7 separate regions of the Mus musculus genome follow, and all the other regions are linked to region 2. Evidence: chromatin contacts called from public promoter capture Hi-C data. All regions are on one chromosome and are shown on one strand. Each heading gives the region's core, a stretch centred on a gene start, on an enhancer-like site or on the middle of the called end of the contact. The rest is flanking DNA. Distances are from core to core; before and after follow the strand shown. Region 1 holds the start of 1700071M16Rik (RIKEN cDNA 1700071M16 gene). Region 2 holds the start of Slc35b2 (solute carrier family 35, member B2). Region 3 has its middle 22 kb from the start of Bicral. Region 4 holds the start of Ppp2r5d (protein phosphatase 2, regulatory subunit B', delta). Region 5 holds the start of Mrps10 (mitochondrial ribosomal protein S10). Region 6 holds the start of Tbcc (tubulin-specific chaperone C). Region 7 holds the start of Taf8 (TATA-box binding protein associated factor 8).

Region 1 (2,700 bases), core at 32-2,531, 2.0 Mb before region 2:
TTGGAAACAGGTCACACAATGGGTCCATTATCTTCCAGGGTACATTTTATATTATTGACTCTTATTGGTGCAGGGTGAAAATTTAAAGACGTGGTTTTTTACCCTCTGATTTTTAAACATCACTGGGTTGTTTAAACATGCCCTTGGTCTTGTGTTAACCCTATGCTATACTCAGTCTAGCTGTTCAGAAGTGGCTACGTGAATATTTTAAAAGTTATAATTAATACTTCAAAACAATAGATAATTGTTCTTTATAATCTATTAAATGAATAATAGAAAAATATAGCTATTTGGGGTATAACTTATTTAATTAGTGAGTGTGTGGGTTTGTGTTATAAGTGCATATGTATATGTGAGTGTCCACGCTTGTATACACAGGTGGAAGGCAGAGAAAAGTGTCCACTGTCCTGTTCTATTACTTTCTACCGTATTCCCCTGAGACAAGGTCTCTCATTGAACTTGAAATTAGGCTGACAGCCAGCAAGCCTGAGAAGCCCTTCTGTCTACACATGAAAGGACCCGGGGTTTCATCTCTGTGCAGCCATGCCTAAGATTTTATGTGATGCAGCAGATTTAAACTCAGCTCTCCATGTTCATGCAGCAAGCGCTCTCCCCATACCCTTCTTTCGGTTGTCTGAGACAATCTCATGTAGCCCTGGCTGACCTCTAACTCACAATGTAGCAAAGGGTGGCCTTGAATTATTTATCCTGTTGTCTCCTATTCACTAGCACTGGTATTAAAGGCATGTGCTGCTGGGCCTTAAAAGGCTTACAAATATGAGATACTTCGCATGCTGAGGAAGGACTGTAAAAGTACTTTAAAAAGAATGTGTTTTTCTTCTAGAATGTATACATCTCAAGACTCGGGAATATTTGACACTCAGAGACACACGTGTGCTTTTAACACAAACCCGCACACTCACAAATTAAATAAATTGTAACCTGAATTGCTATATTTCCTAGATATACCAAGTAGCGTCCTACAGGGTTCAAAGTTCCCATTCACATAAAGTTGAAGAGGATTAAGAAAAGATGAACTCTGAGCCACAAACTATAGCACAGACCAAGCTATAGTTGGTCTGATCCGCCTCTTTTTCCTTATGATGATTTCAGATAGATGGATAGATGGAGATGCAGATTCGTGTGATGTGCAAATTGCAAGATGCTCCTCCTTTTCTGTACCCAGAGTGGTACCTGTGACTCCTAAATTCCAGGTGAACAGGTTCCTAAAGTAGAGAAGTTGGAGAGCCACAGGTTATTAGAAGAGGTTCCCTTGGTTTCTGTGGAATTACGATCTCATAGGAGGGGAGATCCACTTGCGGATGTTCTGGAACTCTGCTGATAGGTTAGGGTCTCCAAGGTAGCTAAGAGGTCTCTGGGGTTCCAACCTGAGCTGTGAGAGCCAAAGTTCTCCCCCTGGTCTAGCTCTGACCTTGCTGCCTATGTGTGGGGACACAGCTGCTCACTGGCTGCCAACTACAGAAGGAAAGACAGAAGGTGGTGTCTACCCTGCTACTCTCTAGACATGTCACCTCCCAGTTACACCAAGGCTGACTCCACAGATAATCTGAAACGAGAGCAGAACCTTCTGTAATTAAAAAAAAAAAAAATCCACACCTTTGAGGAAGTGCTGTGAAATTTGAATTGTCCCTGGAGAAGTGTGGAAGTTGTTGTGTAGATCTGCTAAATCCTTCAAAGGACTTGACAGCCCCTGGGAAGCAAGACTTCACCAGCTCTGGAGAAGGAAGGAAGTCATGGCAGTTGACTGCCAGTTACCTACTCCAGTTGGTGTTAAGCACACAATGAATACCCTCACTTCATCCATCTTTACCCACACAGCTGCTCTGCAGGCTGGTTAAGGGCTTTAATGGCCCACTTCACCAGTGGGCACCAGAGAGAAGAGTTAAACTGCTTAGGCCATACCACCATAGGTTGGTATCTGAAACAGAATCACCTGGATCCAATACCGGGCTCCACTCTGCTTCACCTTCTGTCTTTCATCAAACTGCCCCCTCTCACTGCTTTACCAATGTGGCAGGCCAAGAGATATGGGCTGTGCCACAGCATTTCTTCATCTTGAATCAGCCTACTTTGAATCTTTTTGATTGTCGAATTCGAACCAGGAGTCTGCATTTCCAAATCCCTAGGTGACAGCCATGCTGCTGGCCCACAAGGATCATCTTTGTGTAGGAGGCCTTAGGTACTGAAAGAGTCTGTCGCGGGCTGGAACCTCACATATGTATGAGTCATCAGTGGAGGATGTGAATAAGAATGTTGCCAAGACTCAAACCCTTGCTGAGCAGTGATGCATGATAATGATGCTGGTGCCACACCTTACATAGTTCTGGGAGCTTGGCAAAACCTGTGCTGCAGAGTAATGGGCTCCCACGGTTCAGTCAAGTGGACGTCGGAGGCCCAGCTCAGTGTATCAGGAAAAGTAGGAATCTGGATTTATTGTTATTTGAGCCTAACATCTAAACGTAAGTGATGGCTTGCCTGAGCTCTAGAAAGGAGGGCCGTTGCAGAGATATGGAAGGGTTTGGGCTTCAAACGGGAGTGGACAGGTCAAAGAACACATGCGTGGGTTTGAATGAAGGACAAAGGAGGTTGGTGGTGTTTCAGCTTAGCTCCCCTCCTTCCCACAAAACGATCTGAGCCTGGTGTGTCAAAGGCTGTGTTTACACGAGGAGGGCCAGCGCC
Region 2 (2,700 bases), core at 104-2,603:
CTTCCTGTCTCAGCCTCCTGAGTAGCTGGGATTATAGGTCTGGTGGCAGCGGGCCACCGCAAAGTTATCTAAAGACTTCAAACATAAGGCTCCCAACTGAACCTTTGCAGTTATTCTAATATGACACTAAAATGGAAGAGAGGGGCTTTAAAAAAAACAACAACAACAACGTTTCCCTTCTACAGTTGTATGCATAGGCAGGCCTGACTCTCGGGTAAAGGCAGAGAGAAGGAAACAAGCCCTGAGCAAGCACAGGGCCTTGCTGGGTATGGTAGGAGACCTAAGTGGTTCCTGCCACCACAGGCACATCTCCTTCATGTGGAAATGCCCAGGGCTGGAGAGTGAGGAGGAAGAATATGGAGACACACACGTGTCCCTGGAGAAGTTTGAGGACATTGATCACAAGAGAGTTGCAACTTTCCTCCCCCACCCAACCCCCTTAGACTCCACACACTGAGGGCCCTGCTAGGTCATGCACGAAGAAGGAGAAGAAATAAATCAACATACTTTCCGATGCTTAGCGCTTATAAGCACTAAGCAAATGCATCCTGTGAGTGAGACAGATATTAAAGGCATAAACAACTAAATATGTGGTTATACGTTGCAATGGGTGACTGGGAAGGAAGAAAACCGTTAGCAGGAAGGAGGACAATGGAGTGGGCGAAGGATCATCCTCTGGGAAGCTTCAAGCAGGTGTCGTTGAAATTGCGATTTAGGATGAGCAAGGGGAAAGACAGCATTGGGGAAGGCCTCCGATGAATTAAAGGAACTGAAAACAGGCCAACAGGACTCTACAAGGTTGGGCAAGTGGGCGAGGAGGACGCACCAGGTCATACAGAGCCTAGAAGGTCACAATCACAGGTACTAAGGGGATGATTACTGATGCAGCCAAAAAAGGAAGAGACATCATTGTTTAAAAACTAACGCCGGTTCTGGTGGCGCAGGCCGGTAGGATTTGCTGAAGGAGGCAGAGGCAGGAGGATCTGGAGTTCGAGGCCAGCCTGGGATACAGCGTGAGTTCCAGGACATCCAGGGCTACACAGAGAAACCCTGTCTCGAAAAAAAAAAAAAAAAAACACCAAAACAAAAAACAAAAAAACCGTAATGTAAGAGGAAGTACTGGGTCTCAGATACTCAAAATCCTAGTCCACTAGATGGCAATGGTCATCATCACTCTGTGTGGGTTGGGTTGGGTTGGGTTGATGGCTGTGACCAAGCAAGCTGGGAAAGGGAGGGAGTCCCAACTGGAGTTCCCCAGGGGAACCGGGCTTGGTCTGCCTCCGGGCCGCGTGGGGTCGCTGTGGCCGGAGTGTCGCGAAGGGGGCTGAGGCGGGGAGGAGGCGGGAAGAGCGCAGCACTTCCGCTGGCTGGCTGACTGGCTGGCTGCTGGAGCGGGCGGCAGAGGGAGCGGAGGGAGCGCGCGGCCCGGGGGACTCACATTCCCCGGTCCCCCCTCCGCCCCACGCGGCTGGGCCATGGACGCCAGGTGGGGGGCTCGGGCAGCCATGGCCCACGTGACCGAGACCCCGGGGCCACGTGACCGAGACCCCAGGGCTCCGGAGGCGGGGTGGGGGGTCCTCCAGCCGCAGATCCGCGTGGCACTGTTGGGAGCCCCGTGTGGATGGGCACGCGGCATGTGGCCTACGCTCCTCGCGGGGCTTCGGGGATTGTCGCGCGTAGGGGGATGAGGGACAGTGGCGCTTCGGAGAGGGAAGGGGGTGGGGGTTGCCTGTGGCCTGAGCTGCCCGCGCGCTGAAGGGAACAGAGGCGACCTATGTGGCTGGACAGGCGGGGCCGTCCCCGAGAAGGGAGGAGGTTCTGCCTGGCCTGCGCCGGACCCCCTGAGAGAGAGGGAGAGAGAGGCTCTTTGTCCGTCCCTCTGGGCTGCAGCGGAGGGGGCGGGGAGGCCACTGGGCACTTCCCTGGTACAGTCCCCTCCGGAGGGCAGAGAGGCGGAAGAGCTGCAAACCTAATCGTTGCTTCGGCTGTCCCAGCAGATGGTGGGCAGTAGTGGTACTCGCCACACTCCCTTCCTTGGGAGCAGGTGGAGAGTCACCCGAAGCCCCTCCGCAGTCCTGGACACAGCTGTGGCTCTTCCGCTTCTTGTTGAATGTAGCGGGCTATGCCAGCTTTATGGTACCTGGCTACCTCCTGGTGCAGTACTTAAGACGGAAGAACTACCTGGAGACAGGTAATGTGGCCAGAGGGTGGGGAGATGAGGGAAGTCTGGTTGCAGGTGTTGGCAGAGCGGGACTTGGGCCGGGAGGGAGGCCAGTAAGTCAGACACCGGATCGGGCTGGCTGCTCTGCAGAGGTTGTGGACCTTGACTGTGTCTTCTTCAGGCAGGGGTCTCTGCTTCCCCCTGGTGAAAGCCTGTGTGTTTGGCAATGAGCCCAAGGCTCCTGATGAGGTTCTCCTGGCTCCGCGGACAGAGACAGCGGAATCCACCCCGTCTTGGCAGGTCCTGAAGCTGGTCTTCTGTGCCTCGGGTCTCCAGGTAAGAATACAGGCTCCCCTTCTCTTCCCCAGCTGGGTACAGACAGCCCCTGACTTAAACCAAATTTTCCCTGCCCACCCCAAAGGTTTGTTAGTTTGGGTCTGGTTTGTGTCCCTACAGGACACAGCCCAGTCCTGAAAGTGAACTTCCAGCGCTTCCTTCAACACCTGTATTGAAATGAAAGTTCACTGTACACACGCATG
Region 3 (2,700 bases), core at 27-2,526, 1.3 Mb after region 2:
CCCTAACAAATGGCCCTGCATCTTCTAAGCCAGTTACAGTAATCAATTTTGAATGCCTTTTTTCTTTTCTTTTAAAAAGATTTATTATTATATCTAAGTACACAGTAGCTGTCTTCAGACGCACCAGAAGAGGGCGTCAGATCTCATTACGGATGGTTGTGAGCCACCATGTGGTTGCTGGGATTTGAACTCGGGACCTTTGGAACTGCTGAGCCATCTCTCCAGCCTCCCCCACCCCCCCCTTTTTTTTTTAAAGATTTATTATATGTAAGTACACTGTAGCTGTCTTCACACACCCCAGAAGAGGGCATCAGATCTCATTACTGATGGTTGTGAGTCATCATATGGTTGCTGGGATTTGAACTCAGGACCTTCAGAAGAGCAGTTGGCGCTCTTAACCTGCTGAGCCATCTCACCAGCCCCCCCCCCTTTTTCCCTAATTTCCCTCTACTGTTATTCTGTAGCCAGTTCAAGGGACACGAACCTAAGAAAAAGTACTACCAGCTGCCTCAAAGAGGAGCCAGCTGGTTAAGGGTTTTATACATTTCCACTGGCATCCTTTGGATACTTTCTTCCCTCAACACCTCTCCCTCTCCCCAGTGCAACTGTGCAAAGGTCAAAAAGTCAAACTGGGGCTGGGAAACAGCACAGCAGTACAGAGCTCTCAGTGCGCAGACTCAGGGCTCCAGGCAGCAGCCTGCAGGTGTCTTATGTCCCACTTGCCCTGCAGCCCGAGATGACCAACAACTTCCTTCTGAAACCAGCCGCCACCTGTTCTTCCTGCAAGATGCTGGCCATGCGTGAGAGCACCACAGCCTGCCCTCCATCCCCGCCTCCGAGGTTTCACTCCCTCTAACTCCTGCTCTTCTTTTCTGCCTTCACTCCACTCTCCTCCCACCCTGATAAACCTTGTTCTTAGATCTGAAATTCTTTGTCCTTTCTCAAGAATCCTGCCCCTTTATCAGACTTGCTGTTTTATTAATCTCTCCCTCTTGGGTAGATACTCTCAGCTCATGTGAAAATGTTGGAAAATGGCTCTGGAGGTAAAGTGCCTAAGCCTTGGGTTTGATCTCCAGAACCATGTTAAAGATGAAAGACTTGACAGACCTACACACACACATTCTCTCCCCACACCAAGTACTCAAAATGAGGCTGTAACCCCGCTGCAGTATTTACTCCCCACTCTTTGAGCCCAGCCCTTCAACTCACACGGCAGAGAAGCTGCTTGTCAGATGGGTGGGCATGCCGCCACGGCCTAACTCCTCAGCATTCCACTGGGCACACTACTGTCCTTGCACAGCTTGGTCCACTTCTGTGCTCTCACATGACTTGGGCTGCTCCCAGGACACACCCACCAGCCAGTGACTTCTAACAGCTCAATTTTGGTACCCAACAAGTGGCATATGAATCCTGTCACCATCCCTTGCCAGCTAGTCCTCTTCTGGTCGTCTCCAAATTCTAAGTGGCACCGTCAGCCACTCAAAGCTTGGCCCATAAATGAGAAGCATAAATGAGAGGCATTCTTTTTTTTTTTTTTTTTTTTTTTTTTGGTTTTTCAAGACAGGGTTTCTCTTTATAGCCCTGGCTGTCCTGGAACTCACTTTGTAGACCAGGCTGGCCTCGAACTCAGAAATCTGCCTGCCTCTGCCTCCCGAGTGCTGGGATTAAAGGCGTGCGCCACCACGCCCGGCTGAGAAGACATTCTTGATTCCTTCCGCTCTTGCAGGACCAGACTACAGTGCAAACCTTTCTAATCCCTACCTTTTACACAGCGGTCAAATCGTCTATAAAGAACATGAGCACTTCTGCACTGGTAGTCCTAGGACTAGGAAACTGAGGCAGGAGGATCACATGAACACAAAACTTGAGCCCAAGCAATTAAGCACGACTATGATACTGAAGTTTCAAAACAAAAATCCTCCGCAGTGGATTGCTCGTTAGCAATGCTTGCAGCCCTGAGTTCAAATCCCCACCCTACTCCCTTAGACCATAGCTTCTCACTGCAATTAGGACAAATCTAAGAATTCCCTAAGTGGCCTAATCACAGCAGCTCCAGAGAAGCTCGGCAGCCTTCGCTCCCTTTCAGTCTGCTCTACACAGGCGGCTTGGAACGACAAACCCTGCTTCTGAGGTGGCTAGCACAGCTCATGCCTTCGGAGAAACTTACTAGGCAGCAAGGGCTACTCCCAACTCATATGAAACCTCCAGCTTACAGGTTTTCTCCCACTGGCTGTGAATTCCATGAGTTCAGATGTCTTGTTTTAAATTCCACTCACCACTACTTTTAATGATTCTTTCCCTATAAACTAGACTATTTTAGAGAAACCACGGTTTTAAAAGCTTTTGGGCTTTGTGTCCACATGCAAGTGAAAACCTTTTAAGCTACACAGCTATCCTGTCTACTCGGCTTGGCTGGACTTGAAGGCGGGCAGTTACTGGCCTATCTGATTTCTCTCTAGCTCGGTGTCCTATCTTAATCTTTCCTCTTGAGTCACCTTGAATTCTAGGAACAAACAGGACTGATAACATCCCTGTGGCAAGGGCCTCCAGGGGCTGTGGGCCTGCAGGGCTGGGGCTGCCCGGATCCGGGATGAGGTGGCTGCTTGGAGCACAAGCCACTAGTTTCTCGGGAACCAGACTACACGGGGAACCGGACTCCTTCCTTCCACCTCCACCTCCTGCTTTCCTGGCCATTTTTCC
Region 4 (2,700 bases), core at 155-2,654, 1.1 Mb after region 2:
GGGAGTCTGAAGACCAGTTCCAGCCTCCCCAGCTGAGTCTGCTTCTCAGAAGAACCACAGATCAAGCAAGAGCAGCAAACAAAGGGAAAGGCAGGGACAGGTCAGGGTGGTTTGGAGGCAAAAGATGGCAAAAGACGGTAACATCAAGAAATGGCCTGTGGGGTTGGGAGTGTAGCCCAATGGTACTGCACATGCTTAGCATGTGCAAGACCCTGGGTCTGATCTCTGCCACTGCAAATAATAAAGAAACCGAGTGTACTGGACGGCAGAATGAGAAGAAAACTAAACAGAACAGGCCAGAAGAAAGGGAGAAATCCTGTCCTGGTGCAAAAAAAGGAAATGCAAAGGTTATCCTAAGGAATACAGGGAGGAGCCTCTAACAGATTAGAAACCGAGTCCCGTCTAGGGTGAACATGGAAGCCAGCTGATGCCAGTTAGGCACTTGCACAGAAGAGCCCTCCAAGTTGGGAGACCTGATATTGCAGCTGGGCCTCCAGCAGGATGTGTGACCTTGGACAAGTCCCTTCCCCTGACCCGGCCTCAGTCTCCTCATCTGTACCACTAGCATGCTAGTCTGCATGTGCTCCAAAGCTCCCTTCCAGCACAGACGTTCTGGGGTTCCATCAACAGAAGAAGGGCTCGGTCCTGGCTTACAAGTTTGTGTGTAAAGGAAGACTCGAGGGAGGGGCCTAGGCCAGATTTGGGCGGAGGAGAGAGAAAGCAGAGCGGTTCTAGGTCAGGGGCTTGTCGTGGGGGGGCGGGGGGGGGGAAGGAGGGACTGTACAGAACTGTGGAGAGGCCGTCTTTTAAGCTGGTGAGGAGAAGAGGGAAGGGGCTGCTCAGGGCGGGGGTGGGGGAAGTACTGGAGGGAAATGCGGTCTTAAATGAGCACTGTCCCAAACCGTGGGGGATCGGGGACAGATAAAGGCGGGGAGAAAAAGCAAGGGAGTGAGCCGGGAGTGGAGCAGATCTGGAGGGGGCCGGGGATAGGAGCAAAGAGGAAGGGAAGAGGGATAGGTGGGGGGAAATCTGTCCGGGCAAAGACGGAGAGCTGTCCCAGCTGCTGCACGGACTGGGGGTGCTGGCAGTCGCGCGGCCCTGGGGCTGGCCGCGGGAGTGCTGCGGGGGGCCGGACCAGAGGGTCAGTCTGAGGCTGTCCCGGGCCTGCCTCGGGCCCCTCCCAGAGCTGCGCGCAGGCCCGGCGGCGGAGGCGCAAGGGGAAAGGCCACGCTCACCTTATCCTTCTTCAGTTTATAGGACATCTCGGCCGGTCCACACCCGGCCCGGCTCCTGCGGCCCCGCTCCGGCTCTGCTCGGCCACACTCGGCCCGCTCGGCGTCTCTTCGCCACCGCCTGCGCGCTGCGCCCGGGCCGAGCCGTGGCTGCGCTTCCAATTGGCCCGAACTCTTACAAACCTGCCTGAGAACCAGGAGCCGCCTCCTCGGATTGGTCATTGGAGCCAAGCAGCTTCCCTTTTTTCTCATTGGAAAGAAAGAGTACAAACCGCCAGGGTTCGGCTCCCAGAATTGGCTGGAGTGGAAGGTCCCGCCCTGAAAAGGGTCGGGCTTCGTGGAGGAGGCGGAGCCATGGGGAAACCCGAGCTTGGCTAGCAGATCTGTTCTCCGGCGTCGCCTTGTGCGTCGTCCTCTGCTATTCTTCAGTCCTTTGAGCTCTGCTCCTTCCCTCCAGAAGTGGCTCTCATGTTCTCCCCTGCTCTTCTACCTGCCCTGCTTCGTACGGACTGGAGGAAAAAGGCCCTAACACGAAAAGGGCACCTTTCTTCACAGGAATTTAAAGTAGCTCAAATTGCACACGTGAAATGATAGAGAAGACTCCCAAGGGTACTCCCGGGCATTCATCAAGTCTGTCCTAGATCACAGTTGCAGAGGAGCAGAGGGGAAAGCCTATCAGCGGTGGAACCGGGCTGAAATAAAATAAGAAACCCTGGTTTGCTGCAGCTTCAAGACGTGGGTCCCTGTAGCTGCTGGAAGGGTGCTGGAATCGGTAAAACAGCTGCGTTTGGAGCCACTGAGAATGAAGTGAAAAAGCAGCCTCATCGTTCCCTACCTGAGCCCTGAGCCGCCGCCGCACCCAAGCTAGTGTTCAAGTGGGTAAGACTGGGTTCTTGCCCTCAGGTAGTTCCCACTCTAATGAGGTTCACAGACTCGTATTAAGAGACGATTAAAATACAATCACATAAATTACACAAACCTCAGAATGACATGGAGGAATATATTTTAGTTATCCTAGTAGCCAATAGATTACATTAAAGAACTGGAGGAGGTCCATCAAAAATAAATCTGCGAGCTGGGTGTGATGGGTTTGCCCCTGTAACCCCACCTCTTGGAAGATAGAGGCAGGATGATCAGGCGTTACAGACCAGCCTTAACTATAGCCAGTTGCAGACCAGTTTGGACTACAATAAGAACCTCTTAAAAGAAAGAAAAAAAAAAGACAAAAAAAAAAAAAAAAAAAAACCTACCCGCCACCACAAACAACAACAACAAAGAAACAACTCTCAGAACTAAAAAGTTACAAATAAGCCTGTGGCCGTTTGTTCCCCAGGAAAGAGGTCTTGGATTCCCCCAGGAGCATGATAACCAAACAATAGTCAATCATCCTTACACAAAGAGCAGTAGCCCCAATATTGGGAAAGATGGGGGCTGGGAAGATGGTGCTCTTCCAAAAGACCTGAATTCA
Region 5 (2,700 bases), core at 200-2,699, 1.8 Mb after region 2:
AGGGGCCACCAGAGCTAATTCTGAGGACACTTCTGGGTTGCCTGTGCAGGTAGGGCATAGCCAAATCCAGCCACACACTAGTTAAAGATTCTGTTTCCATATAGAGATCACATATAGGCCCGCCTGAGGGGCAGGAAAGTGGTCCATATTCATAAATCTCTCATCAGTTGTGCCATCTGGACATTCTACCCTTTGCTTAGTTCTCTGGCCTGCCAAATAAGAATTAATGCCTGCTTGTGGGAGACCCAGCTTTACATTGGCATGATGGTTTATGGAGATATAGTATTGGCTAGTTTTGTGTGTCAACTTGACCCAAGCTGGAGTCACTGGAGAGGAAGGAGCCTCAGTTGAAGACATATCTCCATACGATCCAACTGTAAGGCATTTTCACAACTGCTGATCTGTGGGGGAGGGCCCAGCCTACTGTGGGTGCTGCCATTCCTGGGTTGGTAGTTCTGGGTTCTATTAGAAGGCAGATTGAGCAAGCCATGGGAAGCAAGCCAGTAAGCAGGACCCCTCCATGGCCTCTGCATCAGCTCCTGCCTCCAGATTCCAGCTCTGCTTGAGTTCCTGTCCTGACTTCCTCCAGTGATGGACTGTGATCTGGAAGTGCAAGCCAAATAAACCCTTTCCTCCCCAGCTTGCTTTTTGATCATGTTGTTTTGTAGCAGCAATAGAAACCCTTACTAAGACATATACTTTGTTTCATTCGCATTAAGTTGACCCTTATTCATTTTCCCAACAACCTCTTAAGGCCCAGGATGTAGAAGAGATGTCACAAATTCAGGATGACATTTATCATGTAGCATTTTAATCTCATTTAATCCTCTACTGCAAGTATGATTTGTTCTCATCTCTACTTGGCAAGTGAAAGAAAAAAAAAAAAAAAAAGGGGGTTCAAAGTACGGAAGAAATTTGATCAAGTCACCCACCTAAATAGAAACCAGAGCGCCTAAGTGTGGAGCTTCCATTATGCTAAATTGCATGGGAAGGCATTTTGAAAAACACAATTTAGAAAAATCCATTAACAAGCCTGGCATTCCGATGGTGTGAACAAAGTTTAAGAATGAAACGCCTTTTGCAATAAGGTAAAATGTTAGAATTTGGACTCAGTAGCAGCAGCAACTTCCTTCCCAAGTATTTCTGTTGTGTTTGTCTCTAAGCAAACAGAACCACCCAAGACAAATAGGATCTTAGGATAGACAGCGTATAGATAGAACCTGGGAGTTTATCCAGACGGCGGAAGCGACGCATCCACTCAAAACCTTAAATGAATGAGTGAATAATAAATAAGTAAATAAATAAGAAAATAGAAAATTTAAAATATAATTTTAAAAAAATTCAAGGAGCACCGTCTCTATGGTTGTTTCAGTGTCGGAACACAGGAGACACTCTTTCCTTTTCGAACTCTATGGTTCGCGAACAATGCTGTGACCCCGGAAGCGGTCCTGGGCGATCAGGGCACCAAGATGGCGGCGCGCGCAGCGTGTGTGGCTCTGTGCCGGCGCCTGCAGCAGGTAAAGGGGTGGGCGTGGGGTCCCGGCTGCCGACGGCGCCGTCATCGTCGAGTCTCGCTGCCACCCTCTGCCCGACCCGTACGGAGTCATCCTCCGTTGGAGGAAGTTATTAGAAAGTGACAAGAAAAGGGCAGGTTTTTCTCTCGAGGGACCCTACATAAATTGGCAAGACGGGAGCGAGAACCGTAAGACGTCAGAGCAGGAAGGATGAGGAAAACGCGTTCAGAGCCCTCCCTCCACGGTAGAGAGGGCCATGGAAACCGTGAGCTCAGAGAAGACAACGCTGGTCTCGGATTCTTAGGAACCGAGCCAGCAAACGCTGGGTCACATAAAGCCCCGGTGCAGCCCCACTGGGACGCCCTGCTCGCCTCCACGGCTGAGGAGGTGACCCGAGAGCTCCCAGGTCAGGGGAATGGGTCAGATCTCCCTCGAGAGGGTCTTTGAAAAAGGAAAACTTGCCTGGAGTTCGCATGGCATGAATCACAGCACTGGGGAAAGGAGGCAGGCGGACGAACTTCTGGGTTCGAAGACAGCCAGGTTATGTATTGAGATCCTATCACAAAAATAATTTAAATTAAAAACAAAAAAACCAGGCTGTTCTCAAGAACTTTGGTCTTGAAACTTTTGTGACTCTTCTCAATGGTCATTTAGTAGTTTTGAAAATAATGCTCAGAACTGGGTCAGATGGCTGACCCTGAAATAGCATTACTTGTAAAACCTGGCTTGCATATTGAGGCCCTGTCCCAAAATAAACGAATTCTTTAAAAAAGGAAGAGCTGACACTGTGGCTCGGTTGCTCAAGGGCCTAATGCCTAAAGCTGGCCCTGTCGGCCCCACAGCAGCATGTAACCCAGAGGTGGTGGCCCACACCTGTAATACCAGCCCTTGAGAGGCCAAAGCAAGAGGCGCACGCCTTTAATCCCAGCACTCGGGAGGCAGAGGCAGGCGGATTTCTGAGTTCAAGGCCAGCCTGGTCTACAAAGTGAGTTCCAGGACAGCCGGGGCTACACAGAGAAACCCTGTCTCGAAAAAAAAAAGGATCAAAGATTCCAAAAAGTTTGTTTTTCATACTAGAGATTGAACCCAGGGCCTTGCTTACACCAGACAAGGGTTCTGCCACTGAAGCCCATTTGTAGCCTTCTGTGGGACTCGAGTGGTCTGCTAGGGTTGCCGAGCCATCACT
Region 6 (2,700 bases), core at 156-2,655, 1.3 Mb after region 2:
GGTTAGGAAAGGAGGCAAATGGGACGTGAGGCTTGCAACTCAAGTCTTAATGCCAACTTAATTGAATGGCTCTCGTTTCCTCCCATCTTTATCTGCAGGAAAACGCAGGCATATTGGTAAATTTTCAAATGAGTATTTTGGGCAGTTAAAAAAATCCCAATTAAAAGAACAAAAATGGAGGTTGGCAACAAGGGCGGAGATGGGGCTGAAACCGAGAACTGTATGGGCCACCGAGTCCAGAAGGCACGGTGGCTGAAGGCAGCACGCGAGGATGCCACCCGAGTCCTCGGCGGCCGCCGCCTTGGGCTTCTGCCAGGGACTGCACGGTCTTGGCTGCCCACTCGCACCTCGGGTTGGTCTGGACTTTAGGCTAGGCTCGTTCACTTCCGGTGACAAATCCCTCCCACCACCTCTAGAAATAATGTACCGTTTCCCCATCGCCTTCCTAAAGACCGCCGGCCCTATAGGGAGAAGCGAGGCGCTCCGGCTGAGGGTCTTAGCCCCGCGCGGCCAGCGGTTGCCAGCTGCGCAGGGAGTGGCTGCCACCGCGTCAGGGAGCAAGACGGTGGGGGTGGCATGTCATCCTCCCCCGCCCCCCCTCCGACTGCAGCAATTGGCCATTAAAAAAAATAATCTGTTTTTAGACTCCCCCAGGAACCCCGGAGCCCGCTCCAGCGAGGAACCCAGTCTTTCCCATAGCGGTGATTTGCGCTTTCTTCCCGCCCCAGTAACTGCCCACGGGGACCCAGACGCCCCCAGGCCGCGCCGAGCTGCAGTGGATGGGGGAGGGCAGGAAGGATGAGGGTTACCGGGGCGGCAGGGACCGGCTGAGCAAAGAGGTGATGGAAGGGAAAAGGGAAAGGGAAAAAAAAAGAGAGAGAGAGAAAGAAAGAAAAAAACCCAGAGGCATGCAAGCGGTTCCCTGGCCAGCTGTTCCAGCTGCAGCTTCCTCCGACGCGGTCCGGGAGGTGCAATAACCCCCCCCTCCATCTTTCTCGCACTACCTGTCCCCCACAACACCACAAGCACAGATTCCTCCCCACCACCCTGCAGCAGATCTCCGGCCTGTAAGGGGGTAGCAGGGAGGAGCTGGGGGGAGGGGGAGGCCTGCGAGTTTCTAACCTTGTTCTTATAAACAAACCCACATGTGCAGCTGCCGCTGCTGCAACTCACCCCACAATCCCGGATATAAGTCCTGCCCCTTTAAGAAGAAAAAAAAAAAAAAAAAAAAAGCTTCACCCGACTGCCTCCCACCCCACCCATCCACCAGGACCTTTGTCTCCCCACCCCCTCCTGTCAGCCGGCCCCGCCCTCCTTCCCGCCCCTCCAACGCGAAGAAACCAATAGGCGAGGAGAATATGGAGGGAGCTGACGTCACCGCAGCTGGCCAATCACAGCGCGCGTTGGTGGGAGGCCTCGCGCGGAGAGCGAGCGCTCGGAGGCAAGGCGGCGGGGGAGGAAGCCTGGAGTCAAGATGGAGGGTGTGGACTGCTCCATGGCTCTGGCCGACGCTGCCGCTGGCTCCCCGCGGGACCTGAGCCTGGTGCCCGAGCGACTTCAGAGGCGCGAACAGGAGAGGCAGATAGAGGTGGAGAGACGCAAGCAGAAGCGGCAGGACCAGGAGGTGGAGGAGGAGAAGAGCGGCTTCTTCGCCGCCGCCTTCGCCCGGGAGCGCGCAGCGGTCGAGGAGCTGCTGCGGGGCGAGGCGTCGGCGGAGCGGCTGGAAGAGGCGGCCAACCGGCTCCAGGGCCTGCGGAAGCTCCTGAACGACTCGGTGCTCTTCCTCGCCGCCTACGACCTGCGGCAGGGCCAGGCGGCGTTGGCGCAGCTGCAGGCTGTCCTAACGGAACGTCGCCAGGAGTTGCAGCCCAAGAAGCGCTTCGCCTTCAAGGCACGGAAGAAGGATGCTGCGGGGACCGCCCAGGTAGACGCCGCACCCGTCGCCTCGGCGGCCCCTTCTCCACCGGTGACCAAGGAGGAGGAGGGAGCTCCCGGGGCCAGCTGGGCCTGTGGCTTCTCCAACCTGGAGTCCCAAGACCTGGAGAAGAGAGCTGAAGAGCTGCACCAGCGCGACGTCCTTTTGAGCGACCTGACCAACTGCACTGTCAAACTGTGTGGCAATCCCAACACCTTGCGGCTTGCGAAGGCCCGCGGCTGCAAGGTGCTCTGCGGCCCAGTGACCACCTCTGTGTTTCTGGAGGATTGTCGAGATTGCGTCCTGGCTGTGGCTTGCCAGCAGCTCCGTGTGCACACTACCAAAGACACGCGCGTCTTCTTGCAAGTGACCAGCAGGGCTATCGTGGAGGACTGCAGCGGCATCCAGTTTGCCCCTTACACCTGGAGCTACCCGGGGATCGACAAGGACTTCCAGGACTCCGGTTTAGATAGGAGCAAAAATAACTGGGACCAGGTTGATGATTTCAACTGGCTGGCCCGAAACGTGGCCTCCCCAAACTGGAGTATTCTTCCTGAAGAGGAGAGAGACATCCAGTGGGATTGAGCACTGGCCACACTCAGTGTGATGTCCCATTCGGTTTACCTGATATTGTCTTATGTTTGCGGTGATAGGGGTTAGAAATTGTTGAAACTCCCCTCCTGTGAGTCCTATTAAATTCATAGCAGTGTAACAGACTTTTGCTGGTTTGGCCTTCCCCTGCCTCCCTTTGAGTATGACAGCGTGAAGAATTAGGGGGAGAATGG
Region 7 (2,700 bases), core at 127-2,626, 1.9 Mb after region 2:
ATATTAAAAAACAAAAACAAATTCAAAGACAGAAAGGAGACGTTCTTGGGGCTGTGGAGAAGACCGAATCCAGTGTTGTTCAGGGATACAGGGCTTTGGACATGGATAACGCTGAGAGTTGTGTAACACTTAATGCCACTTAATGCCGCTGCAGACGACTGAAATGACAAGGTTGCTATTTGTGTCTCTCCCACATGTATAAGCATCGAAACAGTCTCATTCTACAATGGACATGTGTGTTTCTTCTGCCTGAAGCTGAGTCTCTAACAGTCTTCCAAGAGAAGGGGAGAGAGAATCTGGGATGGAGTTCACGGAGCTGGGGGGGGGTCTGTAAAGGAAACAGCGGGCCTAGTGTTTCTTGGTACTCACAGCTCTGCAGCATCTCTGTCAGTGTCTCCACAGACGCTTTCTCGGCACTCTCAAATCCCGCCTCTGTCAGCAAGGAGCTCACAACCACTTGCAGGGTCCTCCTCCGGGCCAGATGGTAGTTATCAGCAGGGTTAGTGGATTGCTTACTTCCCGGTCTCTGGAAATCAGAAGCCCAGAGTGAGACTTTGAACCACTAGATGTGTGTGTTTTGCGCGCGTGTGTGTGTTCCTGCGAGTGCAGGTGCCGCGCTGGCCCGGATTCCGTGAAGCAGGAGTTACAGGTGATTGTGAGCCACTCCACCAAACTCAGGTCCTCTGAAAGACCAGCAAGTCCGTCTTAACCACTAAACCATCTCTCCAGCCCCATTCACTTCTTTCTGGAGCAAAGTTACAGGAGCGGGTCTGTGGTGGGCACGCCTTTATTCCCAGCACCCGGGAGGCAGAGGCAGGCGCGAGAGGAGGCAGGAAGAGAGAGGGAAAAGCAAAGGAAGAATATATACACGAATGATGGTACTGAGCGAATAAATCTACTATCTTCTTGTCCCATCACACCATTTCAGTAACCAGGAAAATTAAACCAGCTACCACCACAGGATGCAGAGGAGAGCTAGGCATCACCGCAGAGAAAGGCAGAGCAAGTAAATATTTTACGAAGTTCCAACTTCGGCCGGCCAGTAAGAGGATAAAAACAGCCTCTTCAGACCAATCAGAAGGAGTTCCGGGTTCCCACCTCAACAAGGAACAAGCCAATCAAGTCTCAGATGCAGCAATTCAGGAGGCCGCTGCCAAAAGCCAAGCAGCGGGGACCGCCTACGGCCAGAGATACTCTCCAGCCCCGGGTCTCAGAGCGGGCCTGGGCTTCTCGGTTCGAGACCGTGGCCCAAACCGTGGGAGAGATCCAGAAGACCCAAACTCTTTCGGCTTCACGCCGCGCCTCTCCACCCTTACCGTTCCGGAGCCACCAGGCCCGGCCGCCGTGTCAGCCATCTTGCTCTTGCGTAGTGTGCGTGAGCGCGGGGCACGATGGGACTTGTAGTTGCGGGGTGGGAGGTGGAGAAGGGCGGGGCCGCGGGTGCCCCGCCTTATAGAAAAGCTCTACGAACACGTGTGAGTCTGGGGTGGGGGTGGAGGGAGCTCGGGATAGCCCAAGCTCACGTGGCGTTGTGTGACCCAAGCTTTCTTGGACACTTAAGTCAGTAGCTGTAGCAATTGATCTGGAAGACGCACTGTGAGATGCACTGAGTTAAAAGAAACATATTTTGTCCAGGAGCCTGCCGTCTGTAATCCTAGCACTTTGGAGCTGAGACCAGAGGATCTAGAGTTCCAGGCTAGCGTGGGCTATGCAATGAATTAAAGGCCAGTTTAGGACTACATAAGGAGACCCTTTCCCTGAAAAGAAAAGAATAAAAATAAAAACAAAAACAAAGCCATTTGTATGAAGTAAGTTCTCAGAAATACACTAAGAATACAATTTGGGTCTGGAGAGATGGCTCAGCGGTTAAGAGCACTGATTGCTCTTCCAGAGGTCTTTAGTTCAATTCCCAGCAACCACGTGATGGCTCACAACCATCTACAATGAGAACTGGCGCCTTCGCAGGGCCTTGGTGGTGCACGACTTTAATCCCAGCACTTGGGAGGCAGAGGCAGGTGGAGTTCTGAGTTCGAGGCCAGCCTGGTCTACAGAGTGAGTTCCAGGACAGCCAGGGCTACAAAGAGAAAACCCTGTAAAAAAAAAAAAAAAGAAAAAGAAAAAGAAAAAGAAAAAGAGGGGCTGGTGAGATGGCTCAGCGGTTAGGAGCGCCGACTGCTCTTCCAAAGGTCCTGAGTTCAAATCCCAGCAACCACATGGTGGCTCACAACCATCCGTAATGAGATCTGATGCCCTCTTCTGGTGTGTCTGAAGACAGCTACAGTGTATATAATAAATAAATAAATATTTTAAAAAAAGAAAAAGAAATCTGGCGCCCTCTTCTGGTGTGTCTGAAGACAAGACCAATATACCCACATGTATGCAATAAATAAATATTTAAAAACAAAAAAACACTTTGGTTCTGCTTGCTCTTCCAGAGGTTCTGAGTTCTATTCCCAGCAGCCACATGGTGGCTTACAATTATCGGTAATGGGATCCAATGCCCTCTTCTGGTGTGTCTAAAGACAGCTACAGTGTGTGTATTCATATAATTGAAACAAATAAATCTCTTTTAAAAATACACTTTGGGGCAGAGAGGTGGCTCAGTAGTTAAGAACACATACTGGGCTGGAGAGATGGCTCAGTGGTCAATCAGAGCACTGACTCTTCTTCCTGGGGTCCTGAGGTCCTGAGTTCAATTCC

Evidence for each region. Promoter capture Hi-C pulls out the DNA fragments that hold promoters and counts their contacts.
Region 1: a contact with region 2 is called in a promoter capture Hi-C map of neutrophils, with 5 times the contacts expected there. The contact joins the promoter of 1700071M16Rik here to the promoter of Slc35b2 in region 2. A contact is called at or near these places in 2 of 39 promoter capture datasets (hippocampal neurons and neutrophils).
Region 3: a contact with region 2 is called in a promoter capture Hi-C map of pre-B cells, with 4 times the contacts expected there. The contact joins the enhancer-like site here to the promoter of Slc35b2 in region 2. A contact is called at or near these places in 2 of 39 promoter capture datasets (the C10 cell line and pre-B cells) and 1 of 115 datasets of contacts at active chromatin or transcription factors (pancreatic cancer cells).
Region 4: a promoter capture Hi-C map of the SN4741 cell line shows a contact between it and region 2, with 2.5 times the contacts expected there. The contact joins the promoter of Ppp2r5d here to the promoter of Slc35b2 in region 2. A contact is called at or near these places in 6 of 39 promoter capture datasets (3T3-L1-derived adipocytes, the C10 cell line, the HPC-7 cell line and 3 more), 1 of 484 Hi-C or Micro-C datasets (B cells) and 3 of 115 datasets of contacts at active chromatin or transcription factors (the 230-238 cell line, pancreatic cancer cells and pro-B cells).
Region 5: a contact with region 2 is called in a promoter capture Hi-C map of liver, with 4 times the contacts expected there. The contact joins the promoter of Mrps10 here to the promoter of Slc35b2 in region 2. A contact is called at or near these places in 2 of 39 promoter capture datasets (liver and pre-B cells), 4 of 484 Hi-C or Micro-C datasets (B cells, erythroblasts, rod photoreceptor and 1 more), 1 of 115 datasets of contacts at active chromatin or transcription factors (large pre-B cells) and 2 of 9 other capture datasets (liver and pancreatic islet).
Region 6: a contact with region 2 is called in a promoter capture Hi-C map of the HPC-7 cell line, with 3 times the contacts expected there. The contact joins the promoter of Tbcc here to the promoter of Slc35b2 in region 2. A contact is called at or near these places in 9 of 39 promoter capture datasets (the 3T3-L1 cell line, 3T3-L1-derived adipocytes, the HPC-7 cell line and 5 more), 1 of 484 Hi-C or Micro-C datasets (B cells) and 2 of 115 datasets of contacts at active chromatin or transcription factors (astrocytes and large pre-B cells).
Region 7: a promoter capture Hi-C map of liver shows a contact between it and region 2, with 3 times the contacts expected there. The contact joins the promoter of Taf8 here to the promoter of Slc35b2 in region 2. A contact is called at or near these places in 7 of 39 promoter capture datasets (cranial neural crest, embryonic stem cells, hematopoietic stem and progenitor cells and 3 more), 4 of 484 Hi-C or Micro-C datasets (B cells, CD4 T cells, CD8 T cells and 1 more), 5 of 115 datasets of contacts at active chromatin or transcription factors (astrocytes, kidney, pancreatic cancer cells and 2 more) and 2 of 9 other capture datasets (adipose tissue and liver).

What each region holds. Positions count from the first base shown.
Region 1 is chr17:43,590,228-43,592,927 of GRCm38.p6, forward strand. It overlaps 1700071M16Rik (RIKEN cDNA 1700071M16 gene), which reads right to left and starts at 1,282. Exons shown (of 4, transcript NR_045445.1): 1 at 1,195-1,282. All of the region lies in intron 2 of Pla2g7 (phospholipase A2, group VII (platelet-activating factor acetylhydrolase, plasma)), which reads left to right.
Region 2 is chr17:45,562,583-45,565,282 of GRCm38.p6, forward strand. Slc35b2 (solute carrier family 35, member B2) reads left to right here and starts at 1,354. Exons shown (of 4, transcript NM_001357105.1): 1 at 1,354-1,486; 2 at 1,998-2,191; 3 at 2,343-2,497. The coding sequence starts at 1,476. Nfkbie (nuclear factor of kappa light polypeptide gene enhancer in B cells inhibitor, epsilon) reads left to right here. Exons shown (of 6, transcript NM_008690.4): 6 at 1-587.
Region 3 is chr17:46,852,210-46,854,909 of GRCm38.p6, forward strand. It overlaps a transcript of Bicral not described here. Among named protein-coding and RNA genes, the nearest start is that of Bicral, 22 kb to the left of the region's middle. Within about 2 kb of position 1,277, at least 109 of the 459 cell types and tissues checked have an H3K27ac peak or open chromatin away from gene starts, as enhancers often do. A contact at or near this core is called in pre-B cells, where this site is marked.
Region 4 is chr17:46,703,598-46,706,297 of GRCm38.p6, forward strand. Ppp2r5d (protein phosphatase 2, regulatory subunit B', delta) reads right to left here and starts at 1,405. Exons shown (of 15, transcript NM_009358.3): 1 at 1,236-1,405. The coding sequence starts at 1,262. It overlaps Gm52314 (a long non-coding RNA gene), which reads left to right and starts at 2,028. Exons shown (of 2, transcript XR_003952400.1): 1 at 2,028-2,111.
Region 5 is chr17:47,367,438-47,370,137 of GRCm38.p6, forward strand. It overlaps Mrps10 (mitochondrial ribosomal protein S10), which reads left to right and starts at 1,450. Exons shown (of 7, transcript NM_001146212.1): 1 at 1,450-1,517. The coding sequence starts at 1,470.
Region 6 is chr17:46,889,216-46,891,915 of GRCm38.p6, forward strand. It overlaps Tbcc (tubulin-specific chaperone C), which reads left to right and starts at 1,406. Exons shown (of 1, transcript NM_178385.3): 1 at 1,406-2,700. The coding sequence starts at 1,475. The coding sequence ends at 2,500. It also overlaps a transcript of Bicral not described here.
Region 7 is chr17:47,500,915-47,503,614 of GRCm38.p6, forward strand. It overlaps Taf8 (TATA-box binding protein associated factor 8), which reads right to left and starts at 1,377. Exons shown (of 9, transcript NM_022015.4): 1 at 1,317-1,377; 2 at 370-526. The coding sequence starts at 1,355.